Regions from separate parts of the Rattus norvegicus genome. Here regions 1 and 3 are each linked to region 2. Evidence: chromatin contacts called from public Hi-C data. All regions are on one chromosome and are shown on one strand. Each heading gives the region's core, a stretch centred on a gene start, on an enhancer-like site or on the middle of the called end of the contact. The rest is flanking DNA. Distances are from core to core; before and after follow the strand shown. Region 1 has its middle 160 kb from the start of Rpl21l6. Region 2 has its middle 120 kb from the start of Rpl21l6. Region 3 overlaps Pik3r1 (phosphoinositide-3-kinase regulatory subunit 1).

Region 1 (4,829 bases), core at 151-2,650, 270 kb after region 2:
AGGATTGTCCCCATTAAAGGAACATTCCAGTGTGGTTTTATAAACAACAGTAGTAAACAATAATATTTTAAGATCTACACCATCAGGACCCTGGTGGTAACGACAAACTGACAGTTCATGAGAACTCATACATGCGGATGTATCATGTGTGTCACCTTTGCTTACACTAAATAAAAGGAAAAGCAGAAAGGGGACGGTCCTGACGCCGCTTCCCCCAGTGGGCAGGTACTATGCTCAGTTCTGCTGTGCTTTGTCTCTCGGAAGGCTAACATACAGAGGCATTAAGGAACTTGCCCTGATCATGTATGTGTCCAGCACGTGGTAGAGCTGACATAAAAATGGAGCCCTAACTCCATAACCTGTGACCCTAACCACTTCACTCTAATGCCTCTCTGCCTATTTAAAAAGACAGAAATATAGAAAACACAAGGGCCAACTAACGCTCTTGCTCCTAGGCACCGTTCTCTGTGCCAGGTGCCGTTTGGTGACTGATGCTTGGGAAGCTCTGGTTGTGCCGAGAGAGGATGTGCTATCTGCGACATGCAAATGAGATTCTTCAAGAAGGTGTTCTCTAGCAGGCTCGCCACCGAATGCTGTCGGGAAACTAAAATTGTTCAGGCTATTTTGAGACCAAGCTCCAACGTTCATCCAGCTTTCCCTTAGCGTAAATTGAAGTTCACAAATCTTAAGATCTGTTCTTCGCTTCCTATTTCCGGTAGAGCGATAGGGCTAGAGTTTATGCTCAAATTCATGTCCCAGTAGTGCGAAGATCTTCTGAAGAGCCCGGTGTAACCCCATGGCCTCATGTGGGACCAGGGAGTTTGATTCTCTAGGTTTAAAAAAACAGAAAAGAAAGGCAAGAGTCGTTTGAGAAAATGAGCACGAGACTGGGGGTAAAATTAGAATCAGTCACTGAGTGTTTCACAGCCGTTAGGCTAAGAGAGGTTTACTTCTTACATATAAAATATAGACTTTTCCCACCTTGAGATAGAAACCTGACCTGCCAGACAACATTTTTTTTCTTCCCTCTTTTTTTCTTAACAAGTAGAAATGACTTGGCAAAAGGTGTGTTTTCATTCCAGGTGAGAAAGCAGAAGTCAGGCTGCAAATTCTAAGTCATACATTAAGATGCCTCTGAGACTACACAAGGCACTAAAATAAATAGAAAAACACACAGGAAAATGTCACACAGCCTTCCCCAGCAACCAAATGCTGGTTCTGGATACTTGGCCCTGGATCCTGGTGTCCTCGTAGTCACTATGCAACCCGGGAAGTGATTCGAGGTGACATGCACAGAAAAGCTTTTCCTGGAAATGAGTTCGGTGGACAGCTTATTATAAACAATAAGCCCTTGTGTATGGGATTGAAAATAAACCCAGACAGTGCATGAGGTTACGGCTATGTGTTGAAAGGCAAAAATCCGCCATCTGTCACCTCTCTCCACACTCTCTGGCAGAAGCGCTTGCCTCTGCCTGGAATCCCCTCTCAGAAAATCCTGTTGAGTGATCCCTCACATCTTTATTCAGAGTCCTGTGACTCAGGACTAGAACCCCTATGGCATTTAAACTCCAGATGAAAAGCATGGAGTTTGGGGATACAGCCTGCTTCCCGAACACCAACTAAACAAGGACAACAGAAACAGATGTGCTAATGTAGGAGGGGGGAATTTCATAAGGCCCCACTATTAAACAAAGAGCTACAAGTGACTAGGAATTCTGAGGGCTACAGAATTAGTCTTTTCCAGGGAGGAACCCCCAGTTGATTATTCAATACCAAATGGTCAATCATGGGATCATGGATACATGAGCAACAGTGAACAGATGTAGCAGGTTGTATTTAAATATATTATGTACGTGTGTGTGTGTGTGTGTGTGAGAGAGAGAGAGAGAGAGAGAGAGAGAATTAAAAAGAGGCCACGGCAAAGATTAAAACAGAGACTGAAGGAACACCCATTCAGAGCTTGCCCCACAGGTGGCCCATACATATACAGCCACCCAATTGGACAAGATGGATGAAGCAAAGAAGTGCAGACCGACAGGAGCCGGATGTAGATCGCTCCTGAGAGACACAGCCAGAATACAGCAAATACAGAGGCGAATGCCAGCAGCAAACCACTGAACTGAGAATAGGTCCCCCGTTGAAGGAATCAGAGAAAGAACTGGAAGAGCTTGAAGGGGCTCGAGACCCCATATGTACAACAATGTCAAGCAACCAGAGCTTCCAGGGACTAAGCCACTACCTAAATACTATACATGGACTGACCCTGGACTCTGACCCCATAGGTAGCAATGAATATCCTAGTAAGAGCACCAGTGGAAGGGGAAGCCCTGGGTCCTGCTAAGACTGAACCCCCAGTGAACTAGACTATGGGGGGAGGGCGGCAATGGGGGGAGGGTTGGGAGGGGGACACCCATAAGGAAGGGGAGAGGGGAGGGGGATGTTTGCCCGGAAACCGGGAAAGGGAATAACACTTGAAATGTATATAAGAAATACTCAAGTTAATAAAAAAAAAATAATAAAAAAAAAAAGAGGCCATGGACCTGAGAGGGATCAAGGGATAGATAGGTTGTGAGAAAAGTTGGAAAAAGGAAAAGTGATGTTTTTTCTTCTTCCTTTTAGTTATGTTTTAGTTAAAAATATTAAGAAACAGAAAGGAGGGAGTCAAAGTTACATGAAAGAGCTGCATAGGGGTTGGGGATTTAGCTCAGTGGTAAAGCGCTTGCCTAGCAAGCACAAGGCCCTGTTGTCACTCAGCTCATTTTTCTTTACCTGAATGCTTTCTTCTAAAGGACTCTTTTGGCTCGGGATTGTATATTAACCTCTACTTTATATATGAGATCATTTAATCACAGCACACTGATTGGCTCCAAGAAAATAAAAGAAAATTTTCCTAAGATTTGTCCCTTGGGTAAAGCCATCACTTTATCATGGTGCTCAATTCAGCACTAAGGTTCTTGTTGAGGGAATATTTTTGGACAAGAATGCTATAGAATGAGTCAGGATGTGTGCTCCTTCCCTTCTCAGATAGGAAGGACACTTCATACTCATCAAAGGAAATATCTACCAAGAGGAACTCTAAATTCTGAACATCTATGCCCCAAATGCAAGGGCACTCATATTTGTAAAAGAAATGTTAGTATAGCTCAAAGCACACATTAAACCACACACACTACTCACAGTAGCAATGTTAGATTTTTCTTTCTTGAACAATTGATTTTAGCCATGCAGCTATTTTGATTTTTTTTTAAACCTCACTGGTAATGCTCTCTCTGAATAGCCCTCCCTTCTCCTCGTCTTCTGCCTCCCTGTCTGCCTTTTGCTACTCTCCCCTTTTTCTCCCAGGGTTCGAAGAAGCATTCCTTCTCTGGGTGAGCTCTAGACAGAAGAATGTGGGCAATGGAACTTTTTTCCAATTTGACTTGGATCTTGGCCACCATATTGATTTGTCCTCCTCCTGGGTACCAGTCTTTTCTTTCCCACTGCATCCCAGACATTGCAGTGGAGGACCCAGAGACACTCCAAGGAGGAGGGGTATAGCTACATGCTTCTGCTTTCAGTCCTCTGTAGTTGCATTTCTCCCATTTTGTCCCTTCTGCTTCAGGCAGTTTTACTCTTCCAGCATCCATGACAAGGGGCTCCTTTGTCTATAACTGGACCCTTGCCAGGCCTGAATTTTCAGTATTTTATGCAAAGTCTGTTTTAGAGTCAAATCCAAACCAACCTCCCCCATCCCTCACCCATAGTGACTTTGTCCAATAGCTTGAGAACTAACATACGTGCTTATGCTCCAGGACCTTCTTACCTATTTGCACAGGGTACCATTCTCAGCTCACTTCTCAACAGTAGAAGTTGGCTTGCTCAGCAAAGGCTCTCCTCTCAGGCTTTATTGCATGTGACCCAAAAACTAGTCATTTCCTTTAGTCCTAAATATTTACTGGGTGCCTCTGATATGGTGAGCATTGTGTGCAAAAACATGAATAAGGTGAATCTCACTGTCAAAGAGCTCCACACTCAGTTGGCGAGCACAGAAACACACATGAGCACAGATAACAAACGCATTCACCACTGGGCCATGTTCTGAGTCCCATGGCTTACTCTTTCCCTCAGAGATCCCCCAAAACCATTAAAGTTTATGCTTCATGCTAATGCGTTGCCTACGAATAAATGTACTGATACTGTATTTCAAAAACATTTTCTTCAATCCGAAAAGGCTAACTTTATCCCAACTTTTATGGGCTTATAGAAGTGTCATGGACCCCAGACTGCCCATGGAGCCTAAAGGAGAAGTGAGCTTTGTTTTCTCTCTATATTTGTCCCACTTTTTTTTCTGTTAACTCTTTCTTGGGAATGACAGCCTATATGGGATGCCGATTTTTCATTTCCTTTTTATCTATTGAAACTAAGTATATTAGTACTTGGGGCAGGGGGAGGGGCTAGGCAGGAAAGTTGCTACAGGCTTAAGGTCAGTCTCAGCCACCTGGAGTTGTGGGTACCAGGCCAGATAGAACCAAGAATTAATTAATCATGTTGAAAATGCATATACCCATAGAATAGTGATGAAATCACATTTAAATGGTTTAATTTATTATGATTAAAGATACAAATGCAGCTAGCTGTCATATAATATTAATGATAATTAAATGTATTGAGTCCTAATGAGGTGAGCATCATTTCCATATATTCACACATTAAGGACAACATCTCTCTATATGGTATCGTTTCTGTCATTGCCATTTTATAGCTGATTATACTGACCTGTGAGAAGCAAAATCCCCTTCTTAGAGCCACATAACTGACAAGAAGCATAGTCAAGACTCAAAACCAAAATG
Region 2 (4,551 bases), core at 1,865-4,364:
GATCTTCCTGTATTCAGCTCCTAGGTGTTGAGATTACAGGTGAGGCACTATGGCTGGCTGATCTCTAGTTTTGTTGTTCGGGATTAATGAAGACACATTCATTTGTTAAAAGACAAGCAGAGCCACTTTCCAGGGCAGAGAAAACTGAAATAAGAACGTGGACTCTGAGGAGAAAAAGGGATTCTTAGAGAGAGGTAGGGTGCATGGCATGGGCCAGGATCAGGACGAAAGGAATACAAACTTTCCAGATAATAAGAAGGGTCCTATCAGATATAGCATCTACATCCCAGTGTGATTTGCCCCCAAATGCAGAAAGCCGACTCTCTGCCACCTGTATGTGTTTGGATTGTAGTTCTGATGTTTCTGTGATATGTATCATCCTACCTTGCCCCTGTCTATGGAAGTGTGTGGTTACTGTTGGGGAGGTGGCTCCAGAAGTTCACCATTGAGAGCTTACTGTGAGAAGTAGGCAAGGCTCTGCAGTCTAGGGAATGCCACAGGCTCCCAGACACTCCCAGAGATAAGAGTAGGGAGGACAGTTGGTATTGCTGGTAGACAGTGGGGTCAAGATCTTTCAATGACACAGCAAGTGTCTTCTTTCTACATAGTAGGTGACCCTGGGTACCTCAACTCTCTTTGAGTCTTCTTCCCAGGTTGGATTAAAAGGTACACATTGTTTCATTTAATTTCTGCCAGTGTCTTGCGTGTCAAAGCAGGTGGGCAAAAAGAAAACAAAAACAAAAACCAACAAAACAAAACAACACAAAAAGCAGATGACACTGCCAGAATTCCCATGAGAATTCCCATTTCATCCTAAGCATTGGTTTTTCTGTAATGTCAGAAGCCAATAAGATTAGTGCCTGGTCTCAGCCTGTTTGGGCCACCTTGGACATCCACCTTAATTTGCAGACAGCTGGCAAGGGAGCTAGTGTCACACCTGCAGCTCCTTTCTACAATACATATCTGTTCTCAGAGATGGCATGAGGACATTGGTGGGCTTGTCTTCCTTGTCCCTGGAGCAGGTGCTGTTGTTTCTGTGTTATAAAGGCTAATTGTCTTATTCTGGGTCTGGGAGCACAGTGGCTCCGTTCCACATTTGGCCTTGTTCGAGGGTACATTAAAGAGTTTCAGCTCTCCTGATGTCCTTTCTGCAGGACTGGGCACACCCTACAGAGATATACAGGTCATCAGAAGAGGAAACCATGATACTTAGTTTCCTTGTCCATGTGCCTGTCAGCCAAAATCCTGGGGCAGAGGTTCATTGTCCAGGCTTATGAATCTACTATCTTCATCAAAAAGAGAGTGATCAAGCCAGCTAATTCTTCTGTTGAAAGAAATTATAGTCATCTAATATTTTACAACTTCCATGAAAATCAGCTTAATGCGTGAAGCCGCCTTGCTCCTTTCAGTAGGTTTTAAATGCTATAGCAATTACTTGGGCTGCAGTAAAAGCTTGAAACTCGTCAGGATATACGCAGTTTCCTTTCAGTATCCCGAGTGGCGTGCACAGTTATTAAGATTTAAAGAGTTTTGGCCTTCAGAACATAAAATTCTAAGAGCTTGAGTGAAGGAGTGGAGATGAAGGGACAAAGGAAAGGAAGGAGAAAGGAAGGTGAAAGGAAGTTTTGAAAATGCTTTTTAGCCATTTGATGGCATTTTATAGTCTACTGTCCATCCGAAAGCTTCTTCAGAGGGCTCTGTGGGTTGCTCCATCAATCCCCACGTTTCCCATCAGGGTTGATAAAGACAAATGACAACAGACATGAAATATGGGAGAAGGGACGCTAAAGACGAGGACAGTTGATTGCTGGAAGCCTGCCAGGTAGTTTGCATGTTCCAGAGTCCCAACCCCGATGGGTCGACTTGGACTGTGCACATGGCCTCACCAAGTAAATGAATGAAATTTAACTTCTTGCTTTGTAACCCAAGGGTGTGTGTGTGTGTGTGTGTGTGTGTGTGTGTGTGTGTGTGTGTAGCCTGGGCTAGGACATGACAAAGAATCAATGATGGTAGAAAGAAACAAGGCTTTTGGACCAGGACAAACATTAGCTTTACTTTCATTTCTATTAATCCTGGGTTTGTTTGCTTTGATGGAGCTACCATTTAAGTATCACAGAGAATAATTGAGGACATAAATACATACTATTAAACAGTCTGAAAATGCACAGGTGTGTGGAGAAGAGGACTATCATAGCCTCGTTGAGAGCTTCCTCCCTCGTGCATTCCCCGCCCAATGAATCTCATTAGTTGGTGTATAGAAGAGAAATTGTAATTTCGTCATGGTTGAATGTATTCTATTTCCTTTTGGTATTTAGAGACCCTCCCTCATCACAATCCCATAATTATGCTTTTGTGACAAGAAAGGTACAGGGATTCTCTGGAGCTTGGGAATATCTTTACTTCATCCTAAAAGTGTCTTTCTAGTCCCTCTGTGCAATGGCTTCTTCTTATCCTGCCCAGGATGGAAAGATACAAAATGGGCTTCTAATTTCATGGTTGAAGTGAGAAGAGATAATATCGGTGCATTTCCTGGCAAACATTTTTTTCCTAATACAAATCTAGAATTTGTCTGTGTGGCCACAGCATGGTCAGGAAGATAAGCAGGTGTGTGTGTGTGTGTGCACATGTAGCTTCAGTTCGTGTGTTCTTTTCTGAAGCAACCTAAGAATTTGGCAGAATGATGCTCTCTGTTTACTGTGTGAGAGTACAGGTGGTTCCTCTGAGCACTTTGTAGCATCCCTTGATCATGGTAAGTGCAGGTGTATCAGCCCCAGATGGGAGACAGGGTGTCAATCCCCCTTAATTTTGGTTATTTCTGTAATGTCAGAAGCCAGCTCCTGTAGTCTCAGTAAATTGTTCTCGGGTGCTTATAGCAAAGCAATCTACAAGTAGCCAAGAAAGGAGAGGGTTAAGGAACAGAAATGGGGTCCAACATGAACATCTTTTCCCCTTTTCAGCTTTTTAGAAGATAAATGTTTCAGATTTCAATCTGTGGTTCCCAGCAGTTCTTTGGGAACACTGCAGTCGGCCCACAAAAATCGCTACTGCTGAGCCAACCATAGATAATGCGTCTCAGCAGGGATGACATAATGTGCTAAAAGAAGACTATGATGTAATGCCCATCTCAGAGATCAGAGCCAATTTCCGTTACAAAGCCTTGGAGTCTAGCAGGAGGTAATGAGCTAGCATAAATTGTGTAGCACGGATAAATTCTAGACCTCATATGCCTATCTGCATTTTTTAAAGGCAAAAAAAGAAAATAAAATAGAATTCCTAGATCAGAAGTATCTTCTCAGCAAGAGTCTTTGCTCACTCTCAATCCAGACAGCACACTGCTCCAGGCTGGCCCATCACCTTGGCCCACATGGGAATTCAGTGTCTGGGTCTATAATCTGCAGTAAGGTGGTGATGTCATCCCCAATGCTAAATTGGTGTCTGTGAAACAGTTTGGGAAGAGGGTGTGGCGTTTGAAGGAGATTGTGCCTTTCCTGGAATGTTGGAGTAACTAGGTTGGAAATGCCCCGAAGGGACTGGAGGTGAGGTGCCAGATCACCTTGAAAAGCTCTGCTGGTAGAAGTACGTGCACCAGGGCTAGAGCTCCCAGATAGCCAGTCTCCCGCCGCCTCCCTTGATTAATTATGTATTCTGACCTCCTAGGGTGCAGCCTGCCTGGCAACAGTCAACTGGAGCCCACCTCTTGGTTGTGTTTCAATAGAAATGTTGAGGATGGCCATAATTCATTGAATCAATGAAAGTCTCCGAGAGAGAACAGGAAAAGACGCACAGCGGGCTGGTCAGTGCTCCCTCTAGTCCTGCTGCTTGCAGTCTCTCCTTCTGCTCTGCCTGATCCTTTCCTTCATTTAATTTTTAATTGCTCAGAGTGTTTACAGGAGGAGCCCCTTTCTGTTTGTTTGTTTTCTTTTATGATTTCTGTGCTAATCTTCACCTGGCCTTAATACCAGCAGCTCCCTCTGGATCAGCAGTTCTCAACTTCCCTAAGGCTCCGATGCTTTGATACAGTTCCTAAAGTTTCACAGATTCCACGACCATAAAACTATGTTCGTTGCTGCCCCGCAACTGTAATTTTGCTACAGTTATGAAGTGTAATGTAAATCTCTGTGTTCTCTGATGGTCTCAGGTGACCACGGTAAAAGGATTGCTCAATACCCAGGCTGAGAACCATTGAATGGAAGGGAAGTGGTTTTGATTCACTGATGCAGCTTTGGACTTCAGAGCTTAAAATTCTGGGTTGTGACAGGGTTGGCAGCTGAAAGGGGCTTTGCCAAAGGCACACTGTATCTTTAAGCAGGGAATAAACTTTGGGCACAGATGAAAATGTTCTGGAGTAAGAAAATGAGGAAAATAAAAGAGAAGCATGGTGTGACGTCCATGCTGAAGAAGAGTTGCTCCTGGAGACATGTAAGCTGAGTGGATATGGCTTTCTAGACTTTTCTGTGAAGTTCCAGCAACTTTTATTTTTATCTGCTAAAAGGGTAGTCACCACATCCACTGGAGGTCAATTTCAGATTTCTCTCATTATACTAATACTAT
Region 3 (5,036 bases), core at 933-3,432, 480 kb after region 2:
ACCCGCCCGCCCAGCCAAACTAGAGAGGACGGCTTGCAGATAAAGAGGCCGGTGCAGAGAAGTGCATAAATGAAAAACGACTTACTTTGCAGGTTATGCATTTCAACGGTTTCGCTTTGAACTGCCAGTATCCCACCGGGGAAAAAAAATCCAAAGAAGCTGTTCTTCTACCAAGTGGCTCCAGCCCCCGAGGCTCCCCCGCCCGCCCGGTACCGGCAGTAAGGAACCTAGCTGGCAGTGAGCGCGCAAGGCGGGGGCGCGCGACTCTCAGCCCGGCTGCCGGTTCCCCTGGGCTAGGCTGCAGCGGGTCCCTCCGCCCCGCGCCCCGCCCCGGCAGCAAGTCCCCGGCTCCGCGAGCAGAGCTCCCCTGGGTCGCGCTACTGCAAGGGGGAAGAAAGGAGCCCCGGCGGGCGCTCGCACGTCTCGCTCAGATAAAGATCGCGGCTTCATGATTAACTCGGGCAGGTTCAAATATTTGCTGAGCTAAGGATTTTGGGAGGGGGAGGGGCACCCAAGTCAAAGTCAAAGTTGTCATCGGGCTGACAAGTGGCCGAGGCAAGACTAACTTGCTCATTTTCACCCGGGAAATGAGAAAGGCATTGTAAGGGGGTGCTGAAAATAGTCCTCCCTGGTGGCCACGGTGCCTGTAATGTGCTGGCAGCCCCCGCTCCGGGGGCTCAAGTGGGCCGCAGTGAAGCAGCACAGGAAGTAATCCACCTAGTTCAGCAAAAAATAGAATCAAAGACGCGCTTGTGAAGGCCTGAACCTCTCAGAACAGCTTAGGACAGGGTGCCTTGCTCTCACGTCCTCCTCCTCCCACGCACTGGCACAGTCTGCCCCGCAGGTGTAACAGGAAAGCCCTTCACATAGCTCATCGTATGCTGGCTGGCAGCCCCAGGAGGGCATCTTCTATGCAAGTCCAAATCTTTAAGGGGTCAACTTCAGCTCACCTTCAAATGGCCCTAGGACTTTCTAATCGGACAATCTAGAGTTGTGTCTGCACTGGGTTAACTGCTGGCTGTGCTAGGCAAAGGGACAGAGAAGGGCGTGTTCTCCCGACTTGGGGATTCTAGTCTTTTATTTGAGAAAGTTGCAGATAACTTTCTGAGTTTATGATTGCTAGCTGGACAGGAAAGAAATCAAGTCTTTTCCTGGGAAATGTTCACATGGCATCTACCCAAAAGCCCCGACTTCAATCTTTTGAGCCATTAACGAAAGGAAATCACAAAAGCCCCAAACCTCAACATGACAGTAATTTAGAGATCATTACTTAGTAATTCCTTCATACTATTGGGGGAAGGGGGCTTCACAAAAAGAATTCAACCTTTAGACTTTTGGTCCTAAACTCCATTCTCAGCCCACAGGCCCTATTCTTTGCTTTTCTTGGTATGGAAAGAAAGAACTAACAAACTGAATTTACTTTCTTTTAGCCTACACTGAAAAGAAAAACAAAAACCCTCACACCTATAACAAAACCCTGGCTTTCTTGTTTTCTTCTTTTAGCTTAAGAAGAAAAAAAAAAAGCTGCCTTCTTATTTTCATGCATTTCCCTGCTTTCAAAAGAGTTTCTCTGGAAGAAACATCAGACACATTGGCTTCTCATGCATACCTGTCTGGACCTACCTAAGAACCTTCTAGAAGATTAAAATGTAAATCTGACAGTCTATTTTGTCTCAGATCAAAAGTATCTACCGTAAAGCCGTATATAGCAGGAAAGATTCCAAATACCCACAGACATGTTGTTTTAGACAAATTCCTCATGATATGTAAAATCACCTACCACAGAGGCTCTCTTATGAACGTTAACTGCAAGCGCGAGCAGACTCTTTCCCCACTGATACAGACACATGCTCTTTATTAGTTTAAGGAGGGAGCCCTCTGCTGGCAAAACTGAGTAAATCACGCCTGCTTAGGAGAAAACCACCAACTTCCAGTTTCACCTTCTCTGTATCCAAAAGGCCCTACAAATTAATAAAACATAATTATAGATAGCTTATAACCATACATGATTCACTACTAAACCAAAGGCACAGATGTCACAGTGCCTAGGAATTAATTCCCATTTGGCTAATAAGCCCCTTTAAGAAACGCTGGCTTTCTTGGTGTCCTATTTATCTGGGGCTGCTGAGACCCATTGCATACAATATGACTCACTTATTCATCTGGATGCTTCAAGCCAGTGAGCATCCCCTTGCCGAGGGCTTTGTACAACGTGCTTCAGAGACAAAGACAGGCCAGGACTGTACTTTTCAGTAGATTGCAGCTAGCCAGGAAATGCCCCTGCTCGTTAACATGTGTTTCTCAGTTCTGTGGCATGCTGTCTGCTCTAAACAAGACCTCTTCAGGCCACCGCGGGAGACCTGAAAGGCTTGCTGCTTCTCAGAGACTTGCATGCATCACTGTCAATGAACAAAAACTAGGGAAATCAGGTGTGTGTTGGGGGGGGGGGTGAATTATCCAAAGTTACCCACGGTTAAAGGAACACGTTCCTTCTTAATTCCAACATGAGACATCTTAGAAAGTAGGGCTCTCCCGGATAGGGCTAATCCATGACTCCAGTGAGCTTAATGAACCCACGGGAAGGAAAAACACCCTTTCCAGTTAATAAACAAACCTAGGCTTGCATAAAAAAAAAAAAAAAAATCCAGACACAGGCTACAGGCTTTCTGCGAAGGCACGCCCACACCCACTGTCTAGCAGACAGAGGAACTCCCCCTCCGACTCCCCAGCACCCATCCCGTGATGTCCATCCCTTCAGAGAAAGCTGTAGCCTGAAAACAAAAGTAAAAACATCGCCTAGCACGTGCCCAGGGTGGCGCTCACAATGCACTTGGGGATCGTGGGTAAACTTTCTAGTTTCCATGAGATGGATCAGGCTCTCCCCCAATACACCTATACCCCTCTTGGGGTCTACATCTATATCGAAGTTTCAATTTTACCTTAGAGACAACTCTCTCGAGTCAGAACATACTTTCAATGCAATGGGAGGAAAAAAAAAAACAAATCAGAGAAAAGTGAAACTCTGAAAGTTATTTCCTTCTGTCTTGGTGTTTGCTTACGTTGTCTACAGCTAAGAACCCAGCCCAAGGTATTTAAAACCAGATGCATGAATTCAGCTCTTCGGGAGGGATGTTTTGCAATGCACCAGCAGTTAAAAATTAACCTTGACAGGTGTAGGAGAGCAGGGGGAGAAGGAGTCACTTCTCTTCCAGGCTTGACGGTGCAATATTAGACTCCAATTATGATATATTACTGTTTCTGAATACATCCATGAAATCCAAAACATGGATTCAGAGGCACCCTGTGTTTGCTGGACCTGTTCCTACTGCAGCTGCCCTGTAGACATCAGCTCGGCTCCCCACGTCTGAGGAGTGTAAGGAATTCCAGAAAACCCGCTACTCAGCCTCAAACAATGAAGCCTTCCCGACCACAGGGGATGAACGGCAAGCTAAGAGAGCTCTGAAAATACACTATCCCCATCACCTGTCCACTGTGCCTCCATCCATAAAAGCAAGGGATCTTTACCTCAAAGGATCTTTACCTCAAAGGGCTGCTGGATACAGGAAATAGGTTAGTTGGCTTCTAAGATTTCTTTGAAAACCAAACAGTTTATCAGCGTCTGGGTATATTTGGAGAATTAGTAGACTGTGCCCATATCTCTAATTGGAATGAATCAAAATGAGGAATAGCCTCTGTCTTTGCTTCTTAGAAATGTAGTTGAACCAATTACACCAACGGTTTAAAAAAAAAAAAAAAAAAAGCAAGCAAATGAAAACAACAACAAAAACCCACAGGGCAGCTAAAGATAAGGGAACGGGGTCTGAAGAACACCCACAGTGAATGGACCAGGTTAGCCTGCACAGAAAGCTCACCAGGGCAGACTGGGACACAGATAAAGTGAATGGCACTGGGAACGTTGTGTACAGTTGTACATTCTGTGCACTGCGCAAAGGCACACTGGCAAGGTGACAGAGGGAGTGGCGCTGACATCCAGGCCACTCCACCCACCAAGACACACAGTTTATTCAATCCTAACAACCCAGGGAGAGAGGCTCAACTTTCCTTCCACTGTCCATCTCAAACAGTCCACATGGTGCTGTGGCCCTTTGCTGCATATGGCCCCTGGGATCTTCTCTCATTATTAGCTCACAACATTCGGAAGGCCTTTTCATTAGACGCTGAAAGCAGGCCCAGGATTCCTAATGGTTCCAACAATGGAGGCATTGGTGATCTGCAGATGGGACAGGCTGGACCCAAAGGTAGCTTCTGGGCAGATTCAGGTATGGCGAACACTAGTCAAGCAGCATAGAGCAAACCTCTCAGCTCTGTTTCTTCAAAGCCTTATAACACTTAAAATGTGGCCTTGTGTTGGCGCCAGCTTGGAGAAACACATTAAGAGATGGTGATACACAAATGCCCTAGAAAGTACACACACCCTGTAGGGCACAGTCTGCAACACCTCGATTTGCTGTCTGCCAGCAAACCAAAATGCTATTTTCCTTTTCCTTCCCCAGTTAAAATCGGACCTGCTTTTCAAGGCCCTTTTCAGGATGTACTCTTCCCTAAGCTTACCTACTTACTCAATTACCCCCAAAAAGTCACCAACAGTGCCTCTAAGGCTCTGCTTCTCTTGGGAGAAGTGCACTCCCAGCTAGTCTTTAGACACTATGTCTTAACAGGCCTTATTTAAGTTGATAGTGTGCCTCAGACGTCAGCCTTATCATTCCAAGTACTACCTGGTAACAGCCCAGAGAAGACGCCTATCTACCCTTCAACAAACACGTCCTTGTAGCCCACACTTAAGGATCCCTTCAACGACTCCTTTCAGAGCAGGAGTCTCTATCAATGACTGGTTTATGAGCCTTCATTTGAGATGCTCTGGAGCTGAACTTCCAAAGCCCTCGGGGACTCTTGCATGCCGAGCTAGCAATGAGGACCTCTGGGAAGACATTACATTCTCACTGTGGTCCCACACTCCAACCCCCCTGCCTGGGGATGCCGAGCCAATCAATCACTGCACTGGAGCTGTCCTAGAG

The links. Hi-C and Micro-C count contacts between places; a contact is called where the count stands out from the background.
Region 1: a Hi-C map of frontal cortex shows a contact between it and region 2, with 3 times the contacts expected there. The contact joins two enhancer-like sites. A contact is called at or near these places in 2 of 12 Hi-C or Micro-C datasets (frontal cortex and hepatocytes).
Region 3: a contact with region 2 is called in a Hi-C map of frontal cortex, with 3 times the contacts expected there. The contact joins two enhancer-like sites. A contact is called at or near these places in 3 of 12 Hi-C or Micro-C datasets (frontal cortex, kidney and liver).

The regions. Positions count from the first base shown.
Region 1 is chr2:34,416,366-34,421,194 of GRCr8, forward strand. No RefSeq gene overlaps it. Among named protein-coding and RNA genes, the nearest start is that of Rpl21l6, 160 kb to the left of the region's middle. Within about 2 kb of position 1,401, at least 9 of the 93 cell types and tissues checked have an H3K27ac peak or open chromatin away from gene starts, as enhancers often do.
Region 2 is chr2:34,142,032-34,146,582 of GRCr8, forward strand. No RefSeq gene overlaps it. Among named protein-coding and RNA genes, the nearest start is that of Rpl21l6, 120 kb to the right of the region's middle. Within about 2 kb of position 3,115, at least 58 of the 93 cell types and tissues checked have an H3K27ac peak or open chromatin away from gene starts, as enhancers often do.
Region 3 is chr2:34,626,154-34,631,189 of GRCr8, forward strand. All of the region lies in intron 7 of Pik3r1 (phosphoinositide-3-kinase regulatory subunit 1), which reads right to left. Among named protein-coding and RNA genes, the nearest start is that of Pik3r1, 69 kb to the right of the region's middle. Within about 2 kb of position 2,183, at least 23 of the 93 cell types and tissues checked have an H3K27ac peak or open chromatin away from gene starts, as enhancers often do.